7 separate regions of the Mus musculus genome follow, and all the other regions are linked to region 5. The links are chromatin contacts, called in public Hi-C, HiChIP or PLAC-seq and promoter capture Hi-C maps. All regions are on one chromosome and are shown on one strand. The core of a region is the stretch at or near the end of the contact, and the rest is flanking DNA. Distances in the headings are between cores, read along the strand shown. Region 1 holds the start of Nr2c2 (nuclear receptor subfamily 2, group C, member 2). Region 2 holds the start of Mrps25 (mitochondrial ribosomal protein S25). Region 3 holds the start of Eefsec (eukaryotic elongation factor, selenocysteine-tRNA-specific). Region 4 holds the start of Ruvbl1 (RuvB-like protein 1). Region 5 holds the start of Zxdc (ZXD family zinc finger C). Region 6 holds the start of Sec61a1 (Sec61 alpha 1 subunit (S. cerevisiae)). Region 7 holds the start of Rbsn (rabenosyn, RAB effector).

Evidence for each region. Promoter capture Hi-C pulls out the DNA fragments that hold promoters and counts their contacts. Hi-C and Micro-C count contacts between places; a contact is called where the count stands out from the background. HiChIP or PLAC-seq counts read pairs in DNA pulled down with a chosen protein or histone mark.
Region 1: a contact with region 5 is called in a Hi-C map of CD8 T cells, with 5 times the contacts expected there. The contact joins the promoter of Nr2c2 here to the promoter of Zxdc in region 5. A contact is called at or near these places in 1 of 39 promoter capture datasets (HPC-7-derived erythroid cells) and 2 of 484 Hi-C or Micro-C datasets (CD4 T cells and CD8 T cells).
Region 2: a contact with region 5 is called in a promoter capture Hi-C map of pre-B cells, with 2.4 times the contacts expected there. The contact joins the promoter of Mrps25 here to the promoter of Zxdc in region 5. A contact is called at or near these places in 1 of 39 promoter capture datasets (pre-B cells) and 1 of 9 other capture datasets (liver).
Region 3: a promoter capture Hi-C map of liver shows a contact between it and region 5, with 5 times the contacts expected there. The contact joins the promoter of Eefsec here to the promoter of Zxdc in region 5. A contact is called at or near these places in 3 of 39 promoter capture datasets (hippocampal neurons, liver and pre-B cells).
Region 4: a promoter capture Hi-C map of liver shows a contact between it and region 5, with 2.3 times the contacts expected there. The contact joins the promoter of Ruvbl1 here to the promoter of Zxdc in region 5. A contact is called at or near these places in 2 of 39 promoter capture datasets (liver and pre-B cells).
Region 6: a promoter capture Hi-C map of pre-B cells shows a contact between it and region 5, with 2.4 times the contacts expected there. The contact joins the promoter of Sec61a1 here to the promoter of Zxdc in region 5. A contact is called at or near these places in 2 of 39 promoter capture datasets (liver and pre-B cells) and 1 of 115 datasets of contacts at active chromatin or transcription factors (extraembryonic endoderm stem cells).
Region 7: an H3K27ac HiChIP or PLAC-seq map of microglia shows a contact between it and region 5, with 6 times the contacts expected there. The contact joins the promoter of Rbsn here to the promoter of Zxdc in region 5. A contact is called at or near these places in 1 of 39 promoter capture datasets (pre-B cells), 1 of 484 Hi-C or Micro-C datasets (CD4 T cells) and 1 of 115 datasets of contacts at active chromatin or transcription factors (microglia).

What each region holds. Positions count from the first base shown.
Region 1 is chr6:92,090,607-92,094,081 of GRCm38.p6, forward strand. It overlaps Nr2c2 (nuclear receptor subfamily 2, group C, member 2), which reads left to right and starts at 1,827. Exons shown (of 15, transcript NM_001347342.1): 1 at 1,827-2,208.
Region 2 is chr6:92,182,021-92,185,546 of GRCm38.p6, forward strand. Mrps25 (mitochondrial ribosomal protein S25) reads right to left here and starts at 2,003. Exons shown (of 4, transcript NM_025578.4): 1 at 1,820-2,003. The coding sequence starts at 1,953.
Region 3 is chr6:88,444,372-88,448,164 of GRCm38.p6, forward strand. It overlaps Eefsec (eukaryotic elongation factor, selenocysteine-tRNA-specific), which reads right to left and starts at 2,168. Exons shown (of 7, transcript NM_023060.3): 1 at 1,835-2,168. The coding sequence starts at 2,108.
Region 4 is chr6:88,463,912-88,467,211 of GRCm38.p6, forward strand. It overlaps Ruvbl1 (RuvB-like protein 1), which reads left to right and starts at 1,498. Exons shown (of 11, transcript NM_019685.3): 1 at 1,498-1,757. The coding sequence starts at 1,617.
Region 5 is chr6:90,367,325-90,370,999 of GRCm38.p6, forward strand. It overlaps Zxdc (ZXD family zinc finger C), which reads left to right and starts at 2,170. Exons shown (of 10, transcript NM_173002.3): 1 at 2,170-3,244. The coding sequence starts at 2,335.
Region 6 is chr6:88,516,637-88,520,433 of GRCm38.p6, forward strand. Sec61a1 (Sec61 alpha 1 subunit (S. cerevisiae)) reads right to left here and starts at 2,164. Exons shown (of 12, transcript NM_016906.4): 1 at 2,050-2,164; 2 at 1,735-1,802. The coding sequence starts at 2,056.
Region 7 is chr6:92,213,387-92,216,768 of GRCm38.p6, forward strand. It overlaps Rbsn (rabenosyn, RAB effector), which reads right to left and starts at 1,484. Exons shown (of 12, transcript NM_030081.3): 1 at 1,325-1,484.

The sequences.
Region 1 (3,475 bases), core at 577-3,076, 1.7 Mb after region 5:
GTAGAGGCTCCTTTCAGCTACAGGGTCTGTAGGGCACAGAGATACATCCCTGCCCCCCCCCCCCCACTTTCCCAGGAGACAGGAAGGGGAGGGGACTGTGTTTAAAACACTTGCCACAAAATAGAAAGTCGATTAAGACTATGGGCATTGTTAGAGTCACCCTATTGTAAGCCTAAATGTCTACTGCAAAAATCTTGAAGCATTTATTTCTAATGAGCAAGAGGTGTGTGTGTGTGTGTGTAATTAGATGGTAGAGTATATCCAATCTACACAGCTCGGTGATCAAGGGGAGTGGGTGAACATTGCAGGCAGACACTCAGAGGGAAACGGCGGCACCTTCCCAAGCCCAATGAAGAAGTATAACCCGGAGGCTTTTCAGAATGCAATCAGTGCGTGCCAAAGCTGCTTTTCTCAAATCGCGAAGGAGAGGGGCACGGGACTGCACAAGTCTGGGCTCCAAGGCTAAGCACCTGTTTTAAAAATGGGCCTGGGGCATCTGCACACTTGCCTGGTCCGGCCAGAGGCATGCACATCCTCGGAGCTTTAAAACAGAAAGCTACCATCCATCCCAAGGAAGGTACCGGGAGCTCAGTGCACTCCCAGGACACCGCTCGCTTGCAACATCTCGGCGCGGCGCCAGGCAAGGGCCCGCTTCTCCAGCCTGCAAGCGGTGCCTACGGGATCGGCCGCACCTGCCCGGCCCAGGCCTGCGGGCCTCAGCTCCGGCGGCGGCCGCAGCGGCAGCGGCGGCGTTCCGGTGCGCGCGCGCGCTCAGCCAATCGCGTGCTCGCCCGCCCCCCGCCGCCGCGGTGAGGCTGGCGCCGGGAAGAGGAAGAGGAACATTCGCCCTCCTCCTCCCAGCGCGCGGGCGGCGGCGGCAGCGGCACCGGGGTCACGAACTCTGACCTTTCACTGACAAAAACAATAACAAAGCGCGGTCCCTCCGCGACCCCGGCGGTGCCAGGGCCCAGCCCGCCGCCCCGCTCCGCACCGGCCCGCCGCGGCGTCCCGGCCGCCCGAGCCCCCGGGCTCCTGCCCTCCGGCGCCTGCCCGGCCCGCGCCCTGCCCTCCTAGCCGGGGGCGCCGGCCGCAGACACGGGATCTGCTCCGCGGTTGTGGTGGCGCCCGACCCTGAGGTAAGAGCAAGCCCGCCGGGCCAAGCCGCGGCGCGGCGCGGCGCAGCGCGGCACGGCGGAGGAGGGCAGGCCTGCGCCGCCATGGAGGCCGCGGAGGCTGAACGCGGCCTTTTACCTTTGCCACGGGGCGGTGGCGGCGGCAGCAGCGGGCGCTTTGCATAGTGGGCCGGGCCGCACCCTTCCCTCCCCTCTCTTCCACTCCCCTCCCCTCCCGCGGCCGAGCCCGGCGAGCCGCTGTCCTGACCGGGCCGGCCGCGCGCCGCGGGGGCGGAGAGGGGGACTGTCCGCGGCCCCGCCTCACGCCTGGCCCTCCGCCAGCGCCGCCATCTTGTCCCCGCGGCGCCGGCCAGGCTCCCCTCGGCGCGCGCCCGGCCTGCCCGCTTCTTCCTGTGTTCCCCGCTCCTCACCCCAGCACTCCCCGCCTGCCGTTGGCTGCCACCCTGGCCCAACCGCCGTTTTTCCGGACTAGGAGGGTGGAAGGGGAGGGAGGGAGGCGTGGGCAGGGCACGACCTCCTGAGTGACGGCCGGGCTGGCCAATCGTTCCCCCTTATAGGAGGGCCACGGCCTGCGGCACCGCCCCCGGGGCTGTGCTGGTTGGTCCAGGTGGGAGAGGGAGGTCCCGGGGGCCGCTAGTGCGGGGTGTGAGGCCGGGCGGGCCAGCCTCTGAGGAACTTGGTGGGTCTCGGGCTGGGAAGCTGGTGATGCTTTTTGAACCCATGGCGCGGCCAGAAGGGAAGAGTTCGTCGGCACTTGGAGGCTCTCCGGGGTTCGCGCTTTCCTCACGACTCTGGACGGAGCCCCTCTGGCGGGCTCAATTTCAGTCCATGAAATTGGGACACCAGACGTTCTTGCCAAGCCTCGCCTCTCTCCTCAGCATTGTTTGAGGGACTGTTCTCTGAAAATGGAGTCCAAGCTACTCTGCCAGCCTCAAAAGTAATTTGCAAATGGTGGTGTTAGTTTTTTCGTCTTATTGTGGTGCTGGGGACGGCCCTGCCATTGAGTAACATCCCTAGTCCCAAAATGGTGATGTGGAAATATATAAGGAACCAACTGGAGTGGAAAACTTGTGAGGTGATTCTCTTTCCTACTTTCATTAAACACAGTTGTGCGTAGCTTTAGACACTAGGACACTACTTCCAGAGATTCAACTGACCTGGGCAAGGAGCCATTCTCCCCCCAGAATTTTGGATGCCGAGGGGATACAAAGGCTCAGAGAATGGTCAGAGAATGGAAGAAACTGGATGATGTGCTGAAGGAATCGTGAGGGCATTAATTTAATTGGATGGTGAGGAAGTCAGGCTTCACTGAATGTTTGAATAGATTTCAGGAAAAGAGCTGGGTTCTGGATAGCAAGCTTGAAGATGGGAAGGGAAGATTTTCCCACACTTTTTGTTGAGTAAATTGTTGCTGATACTATTGATAGCTAAGTGCTGCATATTTAATTGGTGCATTTTTACCCGAACTTGACAGTTGGGATAGCATGCCCAGCAATAAAATGTCCATTATACTAAGCAGGGAATTTGAATTGGACTTCAGTAGGCATTCTTTTAACATATTTATCTTTCCCAGAGATAAAATTGATTGATGCTATGAAGCTACTGAAAATCTCATTTATCAAAGTGGAAAACAAACTTTACAAAATATAATGTTAGCTTCCATTGGAAAGTCTGATGACTAAAATATTTGTGCATATAACATAGTAGGAAGGGCTGGCTAGCATGTAGGAAATCAAGTTTCATCCTTAGCACTGCATAAACTTATGTAGTGCTGCATATCTGTAATCCCAGTTACTGGGGCGGTGGAGGCAGATCAGAAGTTTCAGTGTCATTCTTGGCTACATAGAGTTTTAGGCCAGCCTGGGCTATAAGATCCGGTATCCAAAATAAAATATTTGAAATCAAACAATACCTTTTTAATAATATGAGCAGTCTCAGTTTTAATTCTTTCTTTGGATATCTCAAGAGACAGTGTAAGTTAAGCCAAGCAAACATTTCCAAAAAGAGATTGGAATAAGCTGTCCCAAAGTGACTTGCAGCCCAGTGAGTTCTACACTGTGGATTTTAAAGTTTTCCTGAATATTTATGAGGTGATAGAATCTTCATGAAATAAAGTGACAACCCCCTTTCCCACTCCCAAAGCATGATGGCTCTTCCTTTTGGGTTTTCTCTTTCCAAAAGCTGGAAATTTTAAAATCACAATACAGTTGATATTGTAATGATATCAGATCTTTTAAGGATGCAGACCCTTCTTTCAGGCACATGGGTGAGAAAGTGCCCTGATACCTTTAGTTTCTGATAACAGCAAGAATAGCCTAATCACAGGTTCAAGGCTGTTCAAC
Region 2 (3,526 bases), core at 753-3,252, 1.8 Mb after region 5:
CCACTTAAAAAACAAACAAACAGGTAGGGGGTTATAGAGATGGCTCAGTGGTTAAGAGAACTTGTTGCTTTTGCAGAGGACTCAGGTTCAGTTCCCAGCACCCATATGGTGGCTCATAACCATCTGTAACTCTAATCCCATGGACACCAGGCACCAATGTGGTGCACATACATACATGGAGGTAAAACACTCACATATACATTTTTACAAGCAAGCCAGGTGTGGTGTCACACATCTTTAAACTCAGTAGTCAGGAAGCAGAGATAAGCAAGAAGATCTGTTGTTAGCTGGAAGCTAGCCTGGTTTATAAAGGAGTTCCAGGCCAGCTAGGCACACCGTGAGACCCTATCTCAATTAAAACTTAAGGAAGATTTTACTTGAGGTTGGAGAAATGGCCCAGCAATTAAGAGTGCTTACTGTTCTTCCAGAGGACCTGAGTTCAGTTCCCAGTACCCACATCAAGTGCCTCACAACCACTTGTAACTCCAGTGCCAGAGAATCCAACACCCTCTGGCTTCATGGGCACCTGCACACATATGGTGTAAATAAACTCTCATGACATACAAAACACACACACACAGAGAGAGACAGACAGACAGAGAGAGAGAGAGAGAGAGAGAGAGAGAGAGGTAAAAGGCCAGGTGTGAGCCCTTGCTTGCTGGCTCCAGGCTTACTGACCAGCCTAGCTGAATCCATGAAGCCCAGGCTGAGAGACCCTATTTCAAAAAGAAACCAAGTCAGCCAGCTCCTTAGAAACATTATCTTTGGTTGAATGCTAATGTATCCACACATACACAAACACAGGGTCGGGTGGGGTGGAGACCTTTAAGTAATTACATCAACACAAAACTTGAAAAAGTGAAAGAACTGCTTCTGGGGAGGAAACACTGCCCTGAAAGCTCCACAGCACACCACCCAAAAGCTTGAAGGCAGAACTTGTCAGCAAGTCTCTGTCTTCCCATCCCAAAGCACAGAGCCTTGTGCCCACAAACCAGATAGATATAGATGCACCTACTGGATCAAATGGGCACAAGGTCAGCACCTGTTGCACTCTGCCAGGCACTTTATTCTCCAGCAACCCCACACCACCACCAACACACTGATGTTGTGGTGTTCCGCCTAGGAAAAATGCTGTCAGAAGTTGAGAGAACTTGTGTGATCCCAAGGTCATACAACTAGTTAAGAGGCCTTTGCATATGCATAAACTCCTGACAAGTGGGGAGTAGAGCCCGAACCCTCTGGTCCACCGAGAGGGTTCCAGAGAGCCCTCACCCCAGCAGATCCCAGGCTAGCAAATCTTAGGTCTTGGGGGTCAACTTGACCAGAGAAAATGGCTTGAAGGCGGCTTCTGGCTCTCATGAAGTCAAGGTCTTTGCCACAGGGGCCACTCTCCACCTTGAAAATTATTCTCTTCTCTCTTTCTGATCCGTTCTACAAATCCACTTCTATCTACAGTCATGTTTATCCCGTACTGTGGAAAATCCCAGTACTGAACCCAGCGTTTTGGGCGCTCAATAAATGTGCAGTAAGTTCGGAAGGGTCCAAAGCATTGCTCAGAGATGATAAACGGGTCAATGAAACCTTTCATTCATCAAGTGTCCTAAGCAGCAGCAAGCCATGCTGTGCACAGGTGCGGAAACTTACTACTCCGCTCCCAAGGCGTTCCCCGCGCCACAGCCTCGCACAAGGGGCCAGCCTTCCAGCCGCAACCCATCCCTCCGGTGGAGGAGCACTCGGGTTTCTATCGGGGATCAGTCGGGATGCCCTCCACTGCCTCAGCTTCTTTCACTGAACCCCGAGGGCTGTGACCCACACTGACCTGGCGCCTTCGCCCAGTTCCCCATACGTGTTGTAGTTCACGGTCATGATCTTCACAGACTCCTTGAATACCACGTCCCCGCGACCCAGGTACTGCAGCGTACGGCGGATCGGGAAGCGACCCTTCATCGGCATGGTGGAAGTCAGGAACTCCTCAAGCCGCGGACCAGCGCGGCTCCGGGAATCTTGGGAGGCACTTCCCGGCGGCCAGCGCGGCCGCGGGGCAGCCTGGGACTCGTAGTTTGGGCCCGGGCTCGCAGCCGCCTCAGCGTTGGGAATCAACCTGTCGTTTTTGTCTTCACAGAAACCAATTATCTTCTCCCAAGATCTCCAGTTCTGAAGTGAAGAGCTTGACGGAAAAGTCGCTGTTGATTCAAAGGGAAAACTTATTTGCAAAGGAGGAAAGAGTGGCTTGCTCTGGCGCGTCAGGGTCTGCCTCAAAGGACTCTGCTTAGAGGAGGGGGTCGTTCGCTTGTTAAGAGTGGTTGTGACAGATATGACAAGTCAACAATCAACATGTCACTCTGCGCTGCATTTTTTTTTTTAGGATTTATTTTTACCTTACTGTTTTGCTTGTGTGTTGTGGCTGTGCACCACATACACGCAGTGCCCGCAGAGGCTGGAAGAGGGCGTTGGGTCCCCTGAAATTGACCTTACAGAGCTGTGAACTGCCATGTGGGACCTCTAAAAGAGCAGCAAGTGCACTGAACTGCTAAGCCATTTTTCCAGCCCCACTGTAATTTTTAATCGCTGTTTATGGCTGAAATTAATTTTTCTATAGGATTCTCAAGATTTTTTCCCTTTGTAATTATGTAAATTTTCAACTGACTTCCCAGGCTTCATAGATGAACTGTCTACTGATAAGCCCATTAGAGCATTTTTCATCTGTTAATCTTTTATTCTAGTATTTTTTTTTCAAAACTTAAGTGTTCTTTCCTCTGCTCAAATAATCCAACAATTCTAGACATGTCCTGTGCACACATGAAGGCTGGGGGAAAAGTGTCCTGCTGTGTTTCTGTTCTCTTAGTAAGCTCCAGCAATTGGGATTGTAACCCACACTTCTGGGGTTACAGGCACAGATGATCTCACCTAGATTTTTACATGGATCCTGGGATCAGAACTCAGACCCTCAAGTACTCTTACCCACCGAGCCATCTCCCCAGCTACCAAATTGTAAATTGTTTTAGTTTTTTTTTTTTTACTTTATGTCTATATTTTTTAAAAGATTTATTAATTTTATTTATGAGTACACTGTAGCTGTCTTCAGACACACCAGAAGAGGGCATCGGATTCCATTACAGATGGTTGTGAGCCACTATGTGGGTTCTGGGAATTGAACTCAGGACCTCTGGAAGAACAGTCAGTGCTCTAAACCACTGAGCCATCTCTCCAGCCCCTATGTATGAGTGTTTTGCCTGCATATATGTGAACACATCACTAATAAGCTTCAGCTATAACTACATGTCTGAAGAGGAAGGTAAGCTTCTAGAGCATACCCTTGAGAGTGCAGCAGGCGGCTGCAGGGTATCTAATCACACTGTGAGCCCCACAATGGTGTTACTTACTGGAAAAACCTTTTTTAGTTGTGGTATGGCTCAGTCTCAGCACACACCTTTAATCCAAGAGCTGCTTCAATACTGTAAACGGGATTAAATAAAGTCAACCGTAGATCAAGAGGAGGAACAGCCAATTAACAGGAAATGGACAT
Region 3 (3,793 bases), core at 918-3,417, 1.9 Mb before region 5:
TCTGCCCTGGCCTAGATTTTAGATTCTCCTCTTACAGTTGAGCTACATCCAACACTGTTATTATAGGTTCAAAATATAGTAAGCTAAGAAATGCACTGAATACACAGAAGCTCTGGGCCTGCCAGCTCAGCAACCAGAGTTGGGTACACAGAGATTTGCACTCTCGACCTCAGGGCCGACTAGGAGCTGCAGATTGCTGCACTGCTCAGTGTCATGAGAACCAACCATGTGACGAACCAGGAAAGGTCAAAACTCCACTGAACTTGTAACACTTACACACCATCATAAAGATGAAAATTATAGTTATTACAAGTCAGATTCTATATTTTCCAGAAAAAAACTTCATCTTTCTTTCTTTCTTTCTTTTTCTTTGCAATACTGGGGGGGGGGGGGGGAGGCGGGTGGAATCTAGTGCATCCTGCACACTAAGCAGGTACTCCACCACTGAGGGACATGCCAACCCCACTTTCTAGTTTCTACCCTGTAGTGTTCCATCTCCAATTTACACTAGCTTAGAGTACATTTCCTAAAATGTATTTGAACACAACCAGTCAGAATTTAGTGGGAGTTTTCAGTTTAGTTTACTGTGTGGCCCTTGATAGTCTTTAATGAGTGAATCCTGAACTCAATAGATACTGTGCAGGAGAGTAACTCTGGCAGGTAAGCCTCCATTTCCACTTCAGTGAAACAAGGAAACAGTCTTAGGCTGCCTGCAGCACAGAGAAAGGGAGGCCACACAGCTGGAATGACCCACCTGCCCCATATACATGCTTCCAGGCTTACAGCACACTGCTGGAAAGAAACCCAGGGCAAGCGGAGAAGCAGGAAATGGGTCACTGGAGCTACAGCAGGTAGACTCAGCCACACCTCCTTTTGTGCTGGGTGCTTACAAACAGGTTATGGGGTTCTGTTCTTAGATTTAAGTGTAGTTAAATGGGTTTGCAAAAGGAATTTAAAAAGACATAGCAACAGTTTCCTGTAGACGAATGGGAGGGGTCACGCTGAGCAAGGAAGGGAGGTTACAAGACCTTTTATTTATAATGGCCTATTCCTAAGTGGCCTGTAATTAAAGACTAATTAAGTGGTACAGATCCTAGAAGCAGATTTTAGCAGTGCCCATCATGACTGAAAACACGCAGGCCCTTTGCCTTAGCTAGTTCACACATAACTTATCCTGTTACACTAGTGCACATCCCAAAACCTTCTGGGCTAGAGTTATTCACTGCATTATGAATAGCAGCCAACTCTGGGAAAGTCACGAGGGTCAGTCAAGAAAATGTTGGTATAAAAGTACAAAGGAACTTTATGTGTAGATATAGTCTCCAGACAGTGATGGTTTGTGTATAAAGGGGACTGGGGGATGAGATCCTGAGAGAGCCTAGAGCACTTGCCTCTTATCAAGGCACTAGGCTCTACCCACTACCCCAACCGACCACAAGTAGTACAACAGAAGGAAAAAAACAGGATCTTTCATTTCTGCACCTTGTCTGCGTTTCTGTGTATGTTTCCTGAAACCATCCATACACACAGGAAACTGAGAGCAGTGTTTGGGACAGAGAACCAGGAGACCAAAGGACAGGTACGTGGTGACTTTTTTTTTTTTTTTTTTTGAAACTTGTATACACCCTTTTTGCAGGGTTTGTTTCTTTGGATCATTTTTCTAGGAAAGCATCTCGGTGCACGGCAGTGAAGGTGAGAACTGTGTCCGCGTCTGCGGGCTGTGAGTTCGAGACCACAAGCCTTCCGGGCTGGTGGCCAGGCCTAGGCTGTCAGGCCGCCATCCATCCCGCGAGCTCGGACCCCGAGCCCGGCTCCCGCCCCGGCCCGCGCTCACCGCCAATGATGGTCCGGATGAGGGAGGCGTGCCCGGGGCAGTCGACCAGTGTGACCTGCAGCAGCGTGTCGCTAGAACCGGGTTCTGCCCCCGGCAGCGGCACGACAAAACAGGAGAAGCCCAGGTCGAGCGTTATGCCGCGCTCGCGGCTCTGCGGCTGCTTGTCGAAGGCAGCAGTGGAGGCCGTGGTGCTCAGCGCGCGCGCCAGCGCTGTTTTGCCACTGTCGATGTGACCCAGCACGCCCACATTCACATTTACCCGCCGGCCGGCCATCCCGCCGCTGCCTCTCACGCCGTCGCCTGAGCGCCAGCCCCGCGGTCCGCCTGCTAAGCCGCACCCCCCCGCAACCCGCGCTGAGCGCACCGGTTCCGGCACGGAAGCTTCCGCCCTCGGGCGCCCACAGCCCTATGGCAGAGCGCACACAGGGCGGGACAAGAGCCGGCCTGCTACCTGGGTTTGCTGTCATCCGGCTCCCCACGCCACAAAGTCTCGCCAGTCTGAGATTAGGGATTCCTCCTTCCATCCATTCATCCATCCATGCATCCATCCATCCATCTCACCATCTATCCATCCATTCTTCCTTCCCTCCCTCCTTTCATCATTCCACTCACCCAGTCCATCCACACATCCCTTCCTCTATCCCTCCATACACACTCATCCATCCGTCCATTCATTTCTGTCAGCCTTTATTTTTTTGTTTGTTTGTTTGTTTGTTTTTTGTTTTTTTCAAGACAGGGTTTCTCTGTATAGTCTTGGCTGTCCTGGAACTCACTTTGTAGACCAGGCTGGCCTTGAACTCAGAAATCCGCCTGTCTCTGCCTCCCAAGTGCGCCACCACCGCCCGGCTGTCAGCCTTTATTAAGTGCAGACTGTATACACTTTACTGGGATGTGGTGATCGACATTATTTGCTGTGAAAACAGGAGTAAGTAAAACCCAAGACCAGTTGCCAAGCCAGACTATCTGGAAAGGACAGAGATGGGAAGGCGGGGAGCCTAGTGAGGAAGATACCCTCAAGGACTGTCACTAGACGTCCAGTGCAGACTGAGAATTGACCATCAGAAACCTGGAAGCACTGTGAAAAGAGGAAGAGGTCCTCGTTGATTCAGGGGAGGGGAGGTGGGGGTGGGGACGGGACAAAAACCTCACTTTGAAGTCTAGGCTGCCATGAGGAGCTGCAACTTAACTGTTGTGTATGAACTTGAATGTGTCGTGAGTGCTATACCAACCAGCCTCTGTAACCCCCTTCAGGCATTGAAAGGTGCCTAGAACCATGAAAGAGGTCACAAGCCTAAGTGGTTGCTCTGGCAAAGGATAAAAGCCTAGGAAAAGAAGGGACTTGGGGCCTCACAGGGGAGGAATGGCACTGGAGAGCTGAATGGCACTGCTCTCATGTAAAGGGGGTGGGGCTTGCTGGCCCAACATTCCCAGCCTTCCTTTTTCTAGGGCAGGAGGGGTTGCGGTTTGCAAGTGAATTGGTTTACACGGGCTTGTGTGCTAAATGCTTGGGCCCCAGCTGGTGGTCTGTCTTATGAGATGAAGCTTAGCAGAAGGCAGTAGTCGCTTCCTGTCCACCATGAAATGAGTAGTTCAGTCAGGCTGCTCCGTTCTGCTGTCACCAGGACAATATACTGCTGTGCTGCCACAGGCTAGGGGGATCAAGCCCAAGAGACCATGCACTGAAATCTCTAAAACCATGAAGTCAAACTAAAGTCTCTTTCTCTCTTTGTCTGTGTAGCTGTTTCATCACAATGATGCAGCCTAACATAAAGCCTGACTTCAGAGTGCTGACAAATATTTTAGCCTTTGTTGATAAAAAATTCCCTCCTGAGGGGAGTAGCAAATGACATCTACCCACTCTTCCTAAGGTTCCAAGGACAAACCAAAAAGGCAGTACGACAACAATTCTTCTTAGGATTGAGTTTATCCGGCTTACTTATAAACATGGGTGAGAGGTAA
Region 4 (3,300 bases), core at 248-2,747, 1.9 Mb before region 5:
GGCTTCTCTGCTGCCAGTCACATGCCATTTCTGCTTCCAGTCTAGAAACTCTCTATTTTTACTCTGTCTTTATTTTACTCTAGAACTCTCTAGCTGCCTTTCATCACAGTCTTCACTGCTACAGTCTCTAGGCTTGTCTTCTTCATATTACCGGCTCAGCCCACAATACTATTAATATAGGTGGAAAGACTGAGAAATCAAACAATGGGCCTAAAGTTGCACCACAGCTACACATTGCACAGCACAGGAAGGTGTCTCCTGGCTGACTTAAAAGTGAGGAAAGTGAGGGACACAGGAGGCAGAGGCAGGTGGATTTCTGAGTTTGAGGCCAGTCTGGTCTACAGAGTGAGTTCCAGGACACCCAGGGCTATACAGAGAAACACTGTCTCGAGAAAAAAAAAGTGAGGGACACCTGCTTAGAGAGCCAGAATGTTGAGAGAGTAAGCAAGAGTGTTTGCCGTCCTTAGTATAGCCCTTCTTGAAAATGAAGCATTAAATTTGGACTATGGCAAGGTGGATTGTGAAAACAAACTACCATATTTGCACCAATATCAGAGCCGTTGATTATTCAAATGAAGGACCATAGTTTCACCATTCACAGGCAGCTTTTGTTCACCTACCTGGAGACTTGCACCCACTCCAGACTGATGAAAATATCTGGTCAGAGTATGGTGGTAGCACCTTTAATGCCAGCAACTCAGGAGGCAGAGACAGGTGGGGGCCCTGGAGTTTTAGGCCAGGCAAGGCTACACAAACACATCTTCTCTTTTCCTTCCTTCCTTTTTTTCCTTTAAGGGTTTTTTTTTTTTTTTGTTTGTTTGTTTGTTTGTTTTTTTTTTTTTTTTTCCGAGACAGGGTTTCTCTGTATAGCCCTGGCTGTCCTGGAACTCACTCTGTAGACCAGGCTGGCCTCGAACTCAGAAATCTGCCTGCCTCTGCCTCCCGAGTGCTGGGATTAAAGGCGTGCGCCACCACCGCCGAGTTTCTTTAAGGTTCTTATTGGGCATATGATGACCAGAATTATGGCATGAAGTGTTTGAAAAGTTTTGGCTGGAATAGTGCCTTCAGGATCTAGTGTATTCTGGAAAAAAAAAAATGGGAGCAGTGGGGCATTCTCTGGGTGTCTAAATAATTCGGTGAGCACTGGAGAAGTTTGGGCAGCTGCTTTGCTGATGATTCTCTCAGGACATCCAAGCACCTGGAAAAGATTTAACATCTGTCAGTGAAGAAGTTAACTCACCCTGGCACAAATATGTTATTCTAAAGAAAAAAAATAGGCATTAAAAGAGGCATTTATAATTAAAAACCTGTCATTCACATTAATAGTGCTTAAGTACTTAAGCAGTTCTCAGTCAAATGTGGCCAGGGCAGGAAATGTTTGCCCTGGGGGAACTTATCCTGTGACACAGACGGAAGTTACTGGGCGAAACTCAGCAGCCGTGACCAGCGTAGCTTTTAGCCAATAGAAAGCGAAGCCTTCTCGCCTCCCCCAATGACATATTGATAGGGGCGGGTCCAGGAGAGCGGCCTAGTAACGGCCGCGTGGTAACCCAGGCGCCTGGCGTGCGGTAGTTCCTACCACTCCACGCAGGTTGTGTTCCTAGACACTCGGCAAAATGAAGATTGAGGAGGTGAAGAGCACCACGAAGACGCAGCGCATCGCCTCCCACAGCCACGTGAAGGGTCTGGGGCTGGACGAGAGCGGCCTAGCCAAGCAGGCGGCTTCGGGTCTCGTGGGCCAGGAGAACGCGAGAGAGGTGGGCGTGGGGCTTGTGCGCGAGGTGTGGGCGGCGGGACCAGGATCCACTAAGATCTAAGAAGTAAGGATCACACTAGCGAGCAAAGGCTGCATCCTTTGCGGGTCACGGCACGCAAATTAGACCTCACCGGAAACGCAGTGGAAGGCTGTGCGGTTAAGTATAGAATTGACTACGTTTTCAGAGTTGATATGGGTTCTTTGGGCCTGGGAGCTGATCTGTTAAGTGGAGCGGTGAGGACTGTCTGATCTATTCCCCATCCAAGCACTCCAGCTTTTCCAGGTCAGTCTTCCTAAAGTCATGCCAGGTCTTTCTATCGGTTCTGTTTTGCACATGAAGAAGTTAAAGGTGGGTTAGGCCGCTTAACCACCTGCCAGTTTAGCAGTAATGAGGCTGGTATCTCCCTCCCCCTAACCCCCATCAAATCAGTATTCTTCCCATTTCTTCAGCCTCCTCCACTCTGAACTCTGCAGAGGTTCAGTGTCTACAAAAACTTGCTTTTTTACATGTGGTGAAGACTGCTTTCTCAGCCTCTTGCACACAGAAAGTGCCAGCAGCAAAGAGCATCATCTATCCAAAAAGGGAAATGTTTGACCCTAGCATGCTTGCATCTTTTCTTGCAAGCAGGTAGTAGCAGTTTAATGCTTTCTATTGGCCAGGCAGCTTTGAGTCTATTGTTTCTTATTTCATTTCTGTCCATGTGACATTTCTGTGTATGTGACTTCAGAGGCTGCTCTAGACCTGCATCTGCACCCACACCAGCAGCCTCTGGTACTCCATATCTTATCCTTCCTATTCTTTGAATGTTAGCCGGTATTTATTTTTGTTTGTTTTCACGACAGTCTCACTATGTAGCTCTGGCTGTCCTGGGACTCTGTAGACCAGACTGGCCTTGAGTTCACAGGGATCCGACTGCCTCTGCCTCCTGAGTGCTAAGATTAAAGGTGTGGGCCATTACACCTGGCTTCCTTAGCTGATATTTCTTTGTTTCTTTTCCTGTTTGACAAAATGTGCGCAAATGCAGTGCAGTCATGTGACTGCCATGGTGCTCTGGTAGAGGTCAGAGGTTCTTTCCTTCCACTGTGGGATCCAGGGATTGAACTCAGGTCCTCAGGTTTACACTACAAGTGCTTTTCACCCACTGAACCATCTCACCAGCCCTTGCCAATTCTTTTATTGGGTGGATTCATAGCATACATACCCTTTTTGTTTAGATAATGTTGCTGTAGTCAAACTGGCCTGGAATGCACAGCCCTGCAGACTCTGTTAAGTACTAGGTCTGTGCTGGTCCCTGCTTGCCTCAACCTCCCCTTTTCCATTCTGTTCACTATACTTTGGCTGCTGCAGCATGTTGTCGCTTAGACATACCAAACTTATGCTTTGGTTATTTTGAGTTTGCAATTTTTGTCTGAAATGTAGATTTCTTTTTCTTTTTCTTTTTTTTTCAAGACAGGGATTCCCTGTATAGCCCTGGCTGTCCTAGAACTTACTCTGTAGACCAGGCTGGCCTCAAACTCAGAAATCTGCCTGCTGCTGCCTCCCA
Region 5 (3,675 bases), core at 920-3,419:
CATCAAGGATCTTTCTAGAAAAGAAATTTCACTTTCATTTCACTTCCTGGAGCCCCTTTAATACTCAAATCATATTTTTTATATTTTCCCTTTCTAAGCTTGCTATGCTTATTCAACCCGCTCTTCATGAGACTTAACCAGAGAACAAAATCTAAAATGGGCATTTCTGAGACTTTGTCAATGCACTTAATCTGAATCTCTTCACCTTAGCCTTAGGCAGACTCTTCAGACAAGGGCAAAAAGCAGCCTCGTTCTTCACCAAAATACTACAAAAACAGTCTCTAGGCCACATATTGAGGTCTTCTCCCCTAAAACCTCTTGGGCCAAGTCTGCACAGTTGAAATCACTCACAGCAACAACATCTTCCCTATTCCTACTAGGATAGCTCATTAAACTCCATTTAAAGCATTACACGGCTTTCCAAATCCAAAGTCCCCAAATCCACATTCTTCCAAACAAAACCATGGCAACACCTATCACAGTAACACCCCAGGCCCTGGTACCAATTTCTGTCTTAGTTAGGTCTTTACTGCTGTAAACAGACACTATGACCAAGGCAACTCTTATAAGGACAACATTTGATTGGAGCTGGCTTACGGGTTCAGAGCTTCAGTCTATTATCAACAAGGCAGGAACATGGCAGCATCCAGGCAGGCATGGTACAGGTGGAGCAGAGAGTTCTACATCTTCATCTGAAGACTGCTAGCAGAATACTGACTTCCAGGCAGCTAGGAGGAGGGTCTTATAGCCCACACCCACAGTGACACACCTACTCCAATACCTTCTAATAGTGCCACTTCCTGGCTCGAGCATATCCAAACCATCACAGAGTGCATAAGCACATATACAGACAGGTAAGGTTTTTCACAAACAGATGTGCTATTTCTGTGCTCATTTTTTAAATGTATTTTTAATAGAAGCATACAGACGTGTCATTGCTGTCATTTGTTGTCAGTAGCTTTTGTATATCAGATGTGCTGTTCAATCAACACTTTTAATGCCAAAAACTTTTGCTCCTTGGAGAACCCATCCCTATTAGAGGCTAGCCCTAATTCCCCATCTCCCACTAATCTACTGTCTGTATAACTTAGCTCTTCTAGACATTTCATATAAATGGCATTATAGCACATTCTCTTTTGTGGCTGAAATATTTTTCATAGGTTTGGTCATGACATAACTTGCAAAACTCTGTAATTGCTCAAAAATATTCCACTGTATGAATATATATTCATCTGACAATGAACACTTGCATTGTTTCCCCTGGCGAGTTGTTGTAACAAAGATTACTATAAGCATGCAAGTAGTTTTTGTGTAGACATATTTCCATCCCTCTTCAGGGAGACACAGGGGGAGGGAGATACCCTTGCATTTTAAGGGGCAAATTGGTGGGAAATGGGGGTAAACCAGTGTAGGTGCAAATGGCAGGTTGGCAAAGTTTTAATAGTATTTGAACTTTCAGAAGACTAAAGCCTGACCTACAGAAAACAGGCTGGAGGCAGAAAGGACTGGAATGGGTGGGGGCGGGGAGACAGTTGGGTAAAGGTGGAGCGGAAGACAGGTTCCTTAGCTATTTGAGAACCTAGGAGTGAAATAAGTTTGAATTTGAGTGGTGATGACAGGAGTGGTGTGATTCCAGATGAATCCGTATGAGACAAGGGGGATTGTGGAATTCAGGGAACAACCAGCAACTTAGAAGGCAGACATATATCAAGGAAACACGGAATGTCTTTAGTGGTTTAGGTAGGGATCCCATCAGGACCTGCTACAGGGCAAATCAGGTCGGTGGCACAGTAGCAGCAGATAGACGCGCTCTTCGGCGAGGTCATAGAGAGATGACAAGCAAAGTGGAGAGGTTCAAAGCCTGAGTGTCAGTTCTGGATCATGTGGCCACAGGTAAACTTGACTTGTTTCCTTACACTTGGCAATCACAGGTTGAATTAGCTCGTATTTTCAAAGTACAGAGGGCACAGGAACTCTTAAGAAACGCAATCAGTTTTCATTCCTTTGCGCTACCCAGATGCAAAAGTAGGAGCCCAAATCTGAAGACCCTCTTTTTCCAAGTTGGGACTCCAAGCACAAGACAAGTTGGAGGCTCCGCCCCTGCTCCAGCCCCTGGGCTTCCTCGTGACTACAGTCCCGACAGCCCTCGCGCGCCACGCCCACGCCCACGGCTCCTGCGCACGCGCAGCTCGAGATGCGACTCTGGGCTGTAGTCTAAGCTCAGCTTTGACAGAGGCTCCCGGGGGGCGGACCCTAGGTGTCGCGCGCATGCCTGGCAGGGCTGGGCAGCTCTTCTCCGGTGGCTGCGGTTCGGACGCCTCAGCTGGGCCTAAGATGGACCTCCCGGCGGTGCTGGCCGCCCCGGCCACGCGCGGAGACCAACATGGCGGTGGCCCGAGCCGACTTCGCCGCGGCGCGGGGCCGTCCCTCGGTGCCGGTCCCGGGCGCCGTCGCCTGCTGCTGCTGAGGGGCCCGGAAGATGGCGGGCCCGGGCCGCGTCCAGAGGAGGCCCCGGGGCCCAGCCCGCCGCCCCCGGAGGACGGCGGCGACTCCTTCGTGGTACTGCTGGAAGTGCCGCGCGCGGCCGACACCCATGGTCAGGAGGAGGCCGAGCCCGATTCGGGCGCGAGCCCCACGGAACAGGTCCCGGCCGCCGCCCCCGGCGCAGCTCTGGCAGGCACGGTCACCATCCACAACCAGGACCTCCTGGTGCGCTTCGACCGCGGCGTCTTCACGCTGGCTGCGGCGCCCGCGCCAGCCGCCCCGAGCCTGCATCCCGCGACCACCCCGGGCCTGGAGCCCTCGAGCGCTGCTGCGTCCCGCCGCGGGCCGGTGGCCGCTAGCGCTGGCTCCCCGGCCTACCGCTGTCCGGAGCCGCAGTGCGCGCTGAGCTTCGCCAAGAAGCACCAGTTGAAGGTGCACCTGCTGACGCACGGCAGCCTCCAGGGCCGGCGGCCCTTCAAGTGCCCGCTGGATGGCTGCGGCTGGGCCTTCACCACCTCCTACAAGCTCAAACGGCACCTGCAGTCGCATGACAAGCTGCGTCCCTTTAGCTGCCCGGTGGGCGGCTGCGGCAAGAAGTTCACCACCGTCTACAACCTCAAGGCGCACATGAAGGGCCACGAGCAGGAGAGCTTGTTCAAGTGCGAGGTGTGCGCCGAGCGCTTCCCCACACACGCCAAGCTCAACTCCCACCAGCGCAGCCACTTCGAGCCCGAGCGGCCTTACAAGTGTGATTTCCCCGGTAAGCTGGAGACGCGGACCTGCCGGGGCGGGCGGGACCCGGCGGGGTCTGGACCCAAGGGCCAAACTGTCGCTTGTTTGGGCAGGGTTTGCGGAGGTCGGGGTGGAGGCGTTACGCGCCCTGATCTAAATGAGAATAAGGCAAAAACACTCCCGTGTTTGTTTTGAAGTCCCTTTCAGGTACTTAGATATGAAGCTCTGGGTTCCTACAGCCAAGTGGCATGCACAATCGCAGCTATCCGTGGGGAGGGTACAAACCTTTGTTAAGATGCTTACATTGGAAGTGACCTCTTCTCAGAGTTGAGTCAGGACTTTATTTTTCTCAGTCTACTCGTTCAACAATACCAGAGGAGTCAGAGGTCCAAGATACATAAATCGAAATATGCCACCTTAAAATACTGAGGGAATGAGCACACATTGGTGCTTCTCTGG
Region 6 (3,797 bases), core at 914-3,413, 1.9 Mb before region 5:
AAGGACAGACGGGGAAGCAGGCGGGTGGGCTCCAACAAGCACTGGCTCGTGCAAACTGTCAGGTCAGAACCTGAAGTCCTCTGGGTCTAGTCACTCCTGGAAAGACACAGAATTGGACCCCATGGGTGGTGTGAATTTGAAGTTCAGACCCTGCAGAGGCAGCTGGGGAGCTCACATTCCTCCTCTTTCTCTCAAGAACACAGCCTTTCCAACGTGCCATCTTATCACACAAGAACTCAGCACCTAACGAGGGGGAAGCAACACCATTCCACAGGAATCAGAGGCAAGCAGTGGAGTGAATGTGTACACGGACTATCTACTGTGCTGATGATGGACACCAGACACAGGGCCTCATGCCTGCCGCTAGCCACTTTCCCAGCCCAGGTAATGAAACTGTTAGAAAACAAAAAGGATACACATTTTTCAAGACTACTTTAAATGAGCAAGCCTCGTCTCCTGGTCAATTTAAAAGCAAAACATCCAAAGCTTTTCATCTAAGTCCTAAATCATCTGCCTCTGAAGCAGCTGCAAACTCACACTCATTCAGTACCATGATTTGCCCCCTTTCCTGCACGGCTCCCAAGTCACACTCCAGGCCCCTCCCCTACTGCCAAGGCCACTTATCTGCCCACCTGACTCACCGGAACCTTTACATTTACAACCTACCTACCATCCACAGGCACTATATTATATATTTCCCATCTCCCTTGTTCTGCCAGGCCAAGGTCACAGGTCTATGAAGAAAGAATGTAAAGCGTGGGACTTGGGTTTCTTGGCCCTCGAGCCAGAATCTCTGCACTGAGGTGGAACAGATAAAGTTCTGAACATCATCCTGGCAAAGGCAGCAAGGGTACTGCAAGGCATTTGCATAGAACTATGGAAAGTAAAAACTAAATTAGAAGCACAAAGTATCCATGTGAATGCCAACTACAAATGCCAGATGTGAATATATGACAGTCTGAAAAAAAAAAAAAAACCCAAAATACCAAAAAAAACAAAACAAAACAAAAAAAACCCCAAAACCAAAACCAAAAAAAACACCAAAAACCAAACCAGGAACACAAAGTAGATTTACTGTTTTCTGAGCCCATGGGCCTGGACTTTCCTTCACCGGGCACTCTCACACTAGGAACATTTATTCTTGGGCCGAAGCTGCCTGCCACAGAAATTCTGATTAAGATTCACATTAAGCATTAAGGTGCTACAGTTCTCTCCTTCCTTGTTTTAGAGCACCTGCTGTCAATGGCAGCAGACTTCACTAGTGCATGTAAACTCGATGCTGGGGCAGCATACATTCAAATAAAAACCACAAACACGTTCATATCGATTACACGACTCGATTTTTCCTTTGGAAACCAGATACCGAAGTCACCTCCCACACGAAACAAACACCCCATCATCTGCTCCTGCTGGAGGTGAAGAACGGAGGGTAACTCAATCTGGGATCCTAACTGAGGTCTTAATCAATCACTGCTCAGACCCACTTTCGGACTAGGCAAACCTGAGGCTTTGTTAACCACTATCCACTAAAGATGCTCCTAACGAGACAAGGTGTTGGGAGAATTCCCACACAACCGGGTCACCTTTCAACGGCTCCCGTGAGTATCCCAGCACACACAGCTACACTCCAGAGGGGCAGTTTTCACTCGGTGTGCTGAGGCCATTTTTAATTGTACTGTAAACTCCCAGCGCCCAATTTTGCAAGTCTTCTTTGACCACCATCTGGGGACTTACCTTTCTCTCTGGCTTCTGAATTTCCGGCAAGATGACACAGAATGGCTTGATGACTTCCAGAAATTTGACTTTGATGGAAGAAACAGAAAGAGAAGGAGTTAGGTACGGAGTAACTTGAGGGCACCTGAGGGAGCCCGGCACGATGAGAGCCGGGCGTGGGCGTGCGGGGACCCAGAAGGCTCGGTCTAGGGGCGCGGGAACGAGTCCCCCAGGCAGGCCGCGTTCCGCCAGGATCGGGAAGCACGGCGGGCGAGCGCCCAAACGGGGAAAGGCGACGCATCCTGGCTGCGCCGGGGTGGCCCCCAGGAAACTCACTCGCCATGGCGGCGGCTGATCCGACTACACGCCCGGCCCCGACTGCGCTCCACTTCGAGTGAGGAGGCGCTGCTAGCTCCGGAGCGCGCTTCCTCGACCGAGAGACACGTCAGTGATAGCCCGGCGGCGAGCGGCGCGGCGAGGCGGGGCCGGGGATGGGCCACCGGCCGCTTCCGCTTCCTGCCACGCGCGCCCGCCGCGCCGCCTGCGCCAAGACCACAACTCCCGGCATGCAGCAGGAGCAGAGAGGCTGTCGGGAAGACGACTGTCGGGCCACACCGGAACTGGGCGTGTGCAGCTGCGCAGACTCTCCCGGAAGTGAGGGCCAAATCAGCCCTTGTTACTAGTGGACGCTTCGTGGTGGTGTTGGCCCTACGAAGCAGGCGATTCGGCTTTCCGTGTCGGTGGCCCTCAGTACCAGTGATAGCATGTCGCGACCCAGTAGGCCTCAGCTGCTGCTCGTCACGCACGACAGAGCAGCAGTGTGCTGAATCCTACCCTGCATGGCTTACCCTACCCTACAATACCCTCCTGGGTGCTGTAGGCTGCCTCCAAGGATGTCTGAGCTCATGCATTTGAGGACGTTCGGCAAAGGCCGGGTCTGGCGGCTCTGGGTGGGCTTTGGCGCAGCGCATTCCAAGAAGGCCTTTGGAACTGGAGAGTTAGGAGAGATGAAGAAACCGAGCCAAGCCTTGCAGCCCCATATCTTCAGGGAAAAGAATACATCTGGGCTGGAGGAAAGGGTGTGCGAAGGGGACTGGGCAAGGTGGGGCAACATGAAACTTACTCTTTAGTGGGATCTCTGATCTCAGTGCTGTGTGCTGTCTGAAATCGACTTCTTGCTGTGCACCCTGAGTGCTGAGTTTCATGCAGCCAAGTCCTGACTTCAACGGAGAGGTTTGCTGTGGCCACGTCCTTAGAAACATTCTAGACAGCCAGCCCCATGTCATTGATAGGACATTTATATTTAATTTGGCATTAAGTTGCATGTGCGTACACAAATATAGATGGGTTTAGGGGAAAGCACTAAGTCAATATACTTAGCACAATGTGAGGTTTTTGTTTTCGATTCTTTAAGCTAGGTCTCTAGGTAGCCCTCGATACCACTATGTAGACTAGGCTGGCTTCAGATTCACAGAGATCCCACCTGACTGCTCTGAGTGCTGGGACTAGCCGTGCATGTGCCACCACAGCAGGCCACAATGTGAGGTTTTTGAAACAGAGGTGCAGTGTTTTTGCATGTACACATTTTAAAGATTTAATTATTAAATATTAGAGACAGATGCCTAAAGAGACAATAAAATCTAAATGAAGTTTTGATTAAGTATTTCTTTGAGATTTATTTTTATTGTTTCTGTGCTCACGTAAGTATGATAACAGGTGCCCTTTGAAGGTAGAAGAGGGAGCCACCTGTCATGGGTATTGAGAACTGAACTCAGGTCCTCTGGAAGAAAAGCAAGCGATCTTAACCGCTGAGCCATCTCTCTGAACCCCTGACAATGGTATTTTAAAATGCAATAAACATGAATTGTCTTAGTCTTCAGGACAATGAAGAAGTTAAAATAGTAATGGATTCCAGACCTCCACTTGGTTTGATACTCACAAAATCTGTATTTTACAAAACGAAGTTCTGGAATAAAAATTGGAGCATCTTATGTTGGCATAGGCTATAAAAAGTTGAGTACAAAAGTTTTGTTGAAAAGTGAAAGTAGGTGGCCAGAGAGGTGGCTCAGCAGTTAGGACGACCC
Region 7 (3,382 bases), core at 234-2,733, 1.8 Mb after region 5:
ATTTCAAAACCAGTTTGGCCAACATAGCAAACTGTCGCTTAGTTTAGATGAATGGATGGATAAAATTAGTGAAAATTATATTTTGCATTTACAGTGAGTTGATGTGTTTACTAGATTTTATAAATTAGAACAGTGGGGCAGCAGGTCTGATGTTCTCTGCCCTTCAACAGAAAAATCTGATACTTAAACATTTCAGGGCTTAATAACTTACATTTTCTGTCTTATTGGACTACAGCAAAGTCACTGTTGATGTGACCCTGAAAGACTCCTAACCATTGAGAACAAGGATAAAATCATTTCACAGAAGCAAAGAAATCTGTTTCCAAGACTTTAGAGGCCACATATCACAGCACAGAGTGGGAGTTTGTGTAGCTAGAATTGTGGTGTGCTGCAGAGGGCACAGAGGAGGGTACCATCTGGTCCTCAAAGGTGAAGGGTGACAGCAACTCAGAAAATAAATTAAACAGGACGCTAGGTGCCTGTTATTTCCTTTAATTAAGAAATTTGACAGGCGTGGGAGGCAGAAGCAGACAGATACCTGTGAGTTTGAGGCCAGCCTGGTTTACATGTCAAGTTCCAGGCCAGACATAGATACATAGTGAGACCCTTGTCTTGAGATTAAATAAATAAATCGAGAGACTACACACATGCAGACCCATCCCGGAAAGCATCTGAGGCATCACTTAAACAGCCAGCCTCAGGTCCGACCGGTTCTCTCCCCAGCCAGTGGCTGACAGGATCCTCTGGGTGTGACAGCTGCCTCCTCCCCGCCTGCAACTCATCCTGAAGAAAAAGTCAAACAGAAGTCGTCCCCGTGCACCCTGGCCACACATCGCAGCTCAGTTCTCACCCTGGAGAAACGCCCCTTACTCAAGGCAGGCTCCCTCCAGGATGCCTTCACAGCAGCTGCCTGGGGTGCCATAGCCTATACACAAGTGAAGTGACTAACACAAGACAGCAGCCGGGAAGGAGAGCCTGGGATTTTCGCCATCACCACGAGAACTCGGAGAGCGGGATAATAGGGTTCCGCGAATGAAGTGGGGGACCTTAACATAAAGTCACTTAATTAGGTGCCACCACAAACCACCGCAATTGATGCCGCAACCAGAAGGCCAGTTGTGCAAACTCTCGCCTCCAGACTGGATTGAAAAACCCAGCCGGGGGGCTCTGTAGAGATCCGCACGGCCACGCGCACCCGCGGGACGCGACTCTGCGGGACATCACGCAACACGTCACGGCGCGGGCAGAGACCCGCGCGGCGCCGAGGCCCGCAAAGCCTCATCTCCCGACCGCATCGTCATCTCAAACCACACGTCACACCCACCTCAGCCACCGCCGCGCTCTCTGCGACACCCTTTCTCACTCCCTGCGGCTTCCGACAGGCAGTCGGCAGCCTGCCTTTCCACCTCGGGTTCTGACTGCCGGCCTACGAGGTTCCTCAGAGACCAGTGGCAGCCATCGCCATCAGTGGCTCGGCGCTCGACAGGCGCGCCGGGCAGAAACCGGAAGACAGACTGACACGCGGCGGTCGAGCGCCGAGTCCTCGAGCGCACTGAACCTGGAAGAGGATGCTGCGCAGGCGCTGCCGCAACGGGGCGGGCCCAGTAGGAGGAGGTAAACTGCGAAGTTCTCTCAGGTCCTAGCAACACATCGATGTGAAACCCTACACTCGCCCTTCACTCACCCTATAGGTGGGGAAACTGAGACTTTGGCTCTTAAATAATGTGCCTGCAGCGCTAACATTATTTAGAGACCGTTAAAAAGTTTCTGAGATTTTTGCATAAATGCCTTAATACAGCGGTTGTTCTTCCAAAGGACCCAGGTTTGAAAAACTGCTTGTCTGCTACCTATATGCTCTCTTCTGGAGTCCATGGGCACTGCACATGTGGTGCACAGACATGCAGGCAAAACACACATACAAAATTTTGTTTTTTTACTTTTTTGTTGTTGTTGTTAAAAAAAAGTTTCTGAGTGCGAGAGACTAAGTTATGTTCAGCACATTGAGGAGACAGAAAGACGTGGAAATTGAGCCAAAGAAAGTAGAGACGTTGAGGAGTCGTGTCAGGGATTGGAAGTTGGCTCAATTGATCCTGGTTGGGACTCAATTTCCACCACACACCCATGCCTGTAACACCAATACTCTAAGGATGGAGGCAGGAGGACCAAAAATTTAAGTTAATTTTCAATTACATAGCAAGTTCAAGGCCATACTGGGATACATGAAACTCCATCTCAAAAAAGCATAAAAAAGTATGAGGGTAGCTAGATCTCTGCAAAATAAGTGGCATTTATGTATGAGTCAGGGTTCTCTAGAGTCACAGAACTCTATAGTCTATATAGTAAGGGAATTGGTGGATGACTTACAGTCTGTAGTCCAATTCCCAACAATGGTCAGCAGCAGCTGTGAATGGAAGTCCAAGGATCTAGCAGTCACTCAGTCCCACAAGGCAAGCAGTTGAAGAAGAGAGTGTCAATCTTCCTTCTTCCAATGTCCTTATATAGGTCTCCAGCAAAAGGTGTGGCCCAGATTAAAGGTGTCTGCCACCACACCTTTAATCCCAGATAACCTTGACTTGGAGATCTTCCTGTCTTAATCTTCTGGAATTCATAGCCACTGTGCCTCAAGATCTCCATGCCAAGATTCAGGTCAGAAACTTCTATCTCAGCCTCCAGATTAGGATCACTGGTGAGCCTCCCAATTCTGGATTGTAGTTCATCCAGATATAGTCAAGTTGACAACCAGGAATAGCCCCTGCAATTTACAAAAGACAGTATGGCAGATCAGTCATGTCTGAACCTAGCTGTACCATGCAACAACCACAGGGTACAGAGACAGACCCATCTGTTATTGAGGTCTGTTTGCTTTATAGCCAGCACACCATCTAGACTGCAGTAACCTGGGCCCCAGAAGTGGGAGCTTCAGGGAAGATGCAGGTCTTTGGAACCAGAAAGTGGCCTCCATCCCTCCTGCCTCCATCCCAGCCTAGCATGGCTGTGGCACTTGACCCATTTGACTCTGGGAATGACTGTCTGAAGGTGGTCACAGTCTCTACTTCCTTGTGCAGATGAAATGAAGCCAGTCTCTTGGCCTAGGCTCCTTACCGTACCTCCTCAGCTCAACAGCATTGAGTATGGAGAGGACAACTCCTAGGGCTCCACAGACCTGAGCTCCTGCCTCCAAGAAAATCTTACTTTGTGACTCTGAATGTGTCCCTTGCCTTCTACTCTTCAGTTCTCCCACATGCACACAGAAAGTGGGACTCAAAATGGGCAGGCTCTTCTTATTTCCAAATTGGTAACTATTTGTGTCTGTTTGGTTTTTGGCTTTACTGTTTTCCAGTGCTGGAATTGGAACTCAGGGTCTCACACAGGATAGATAAAT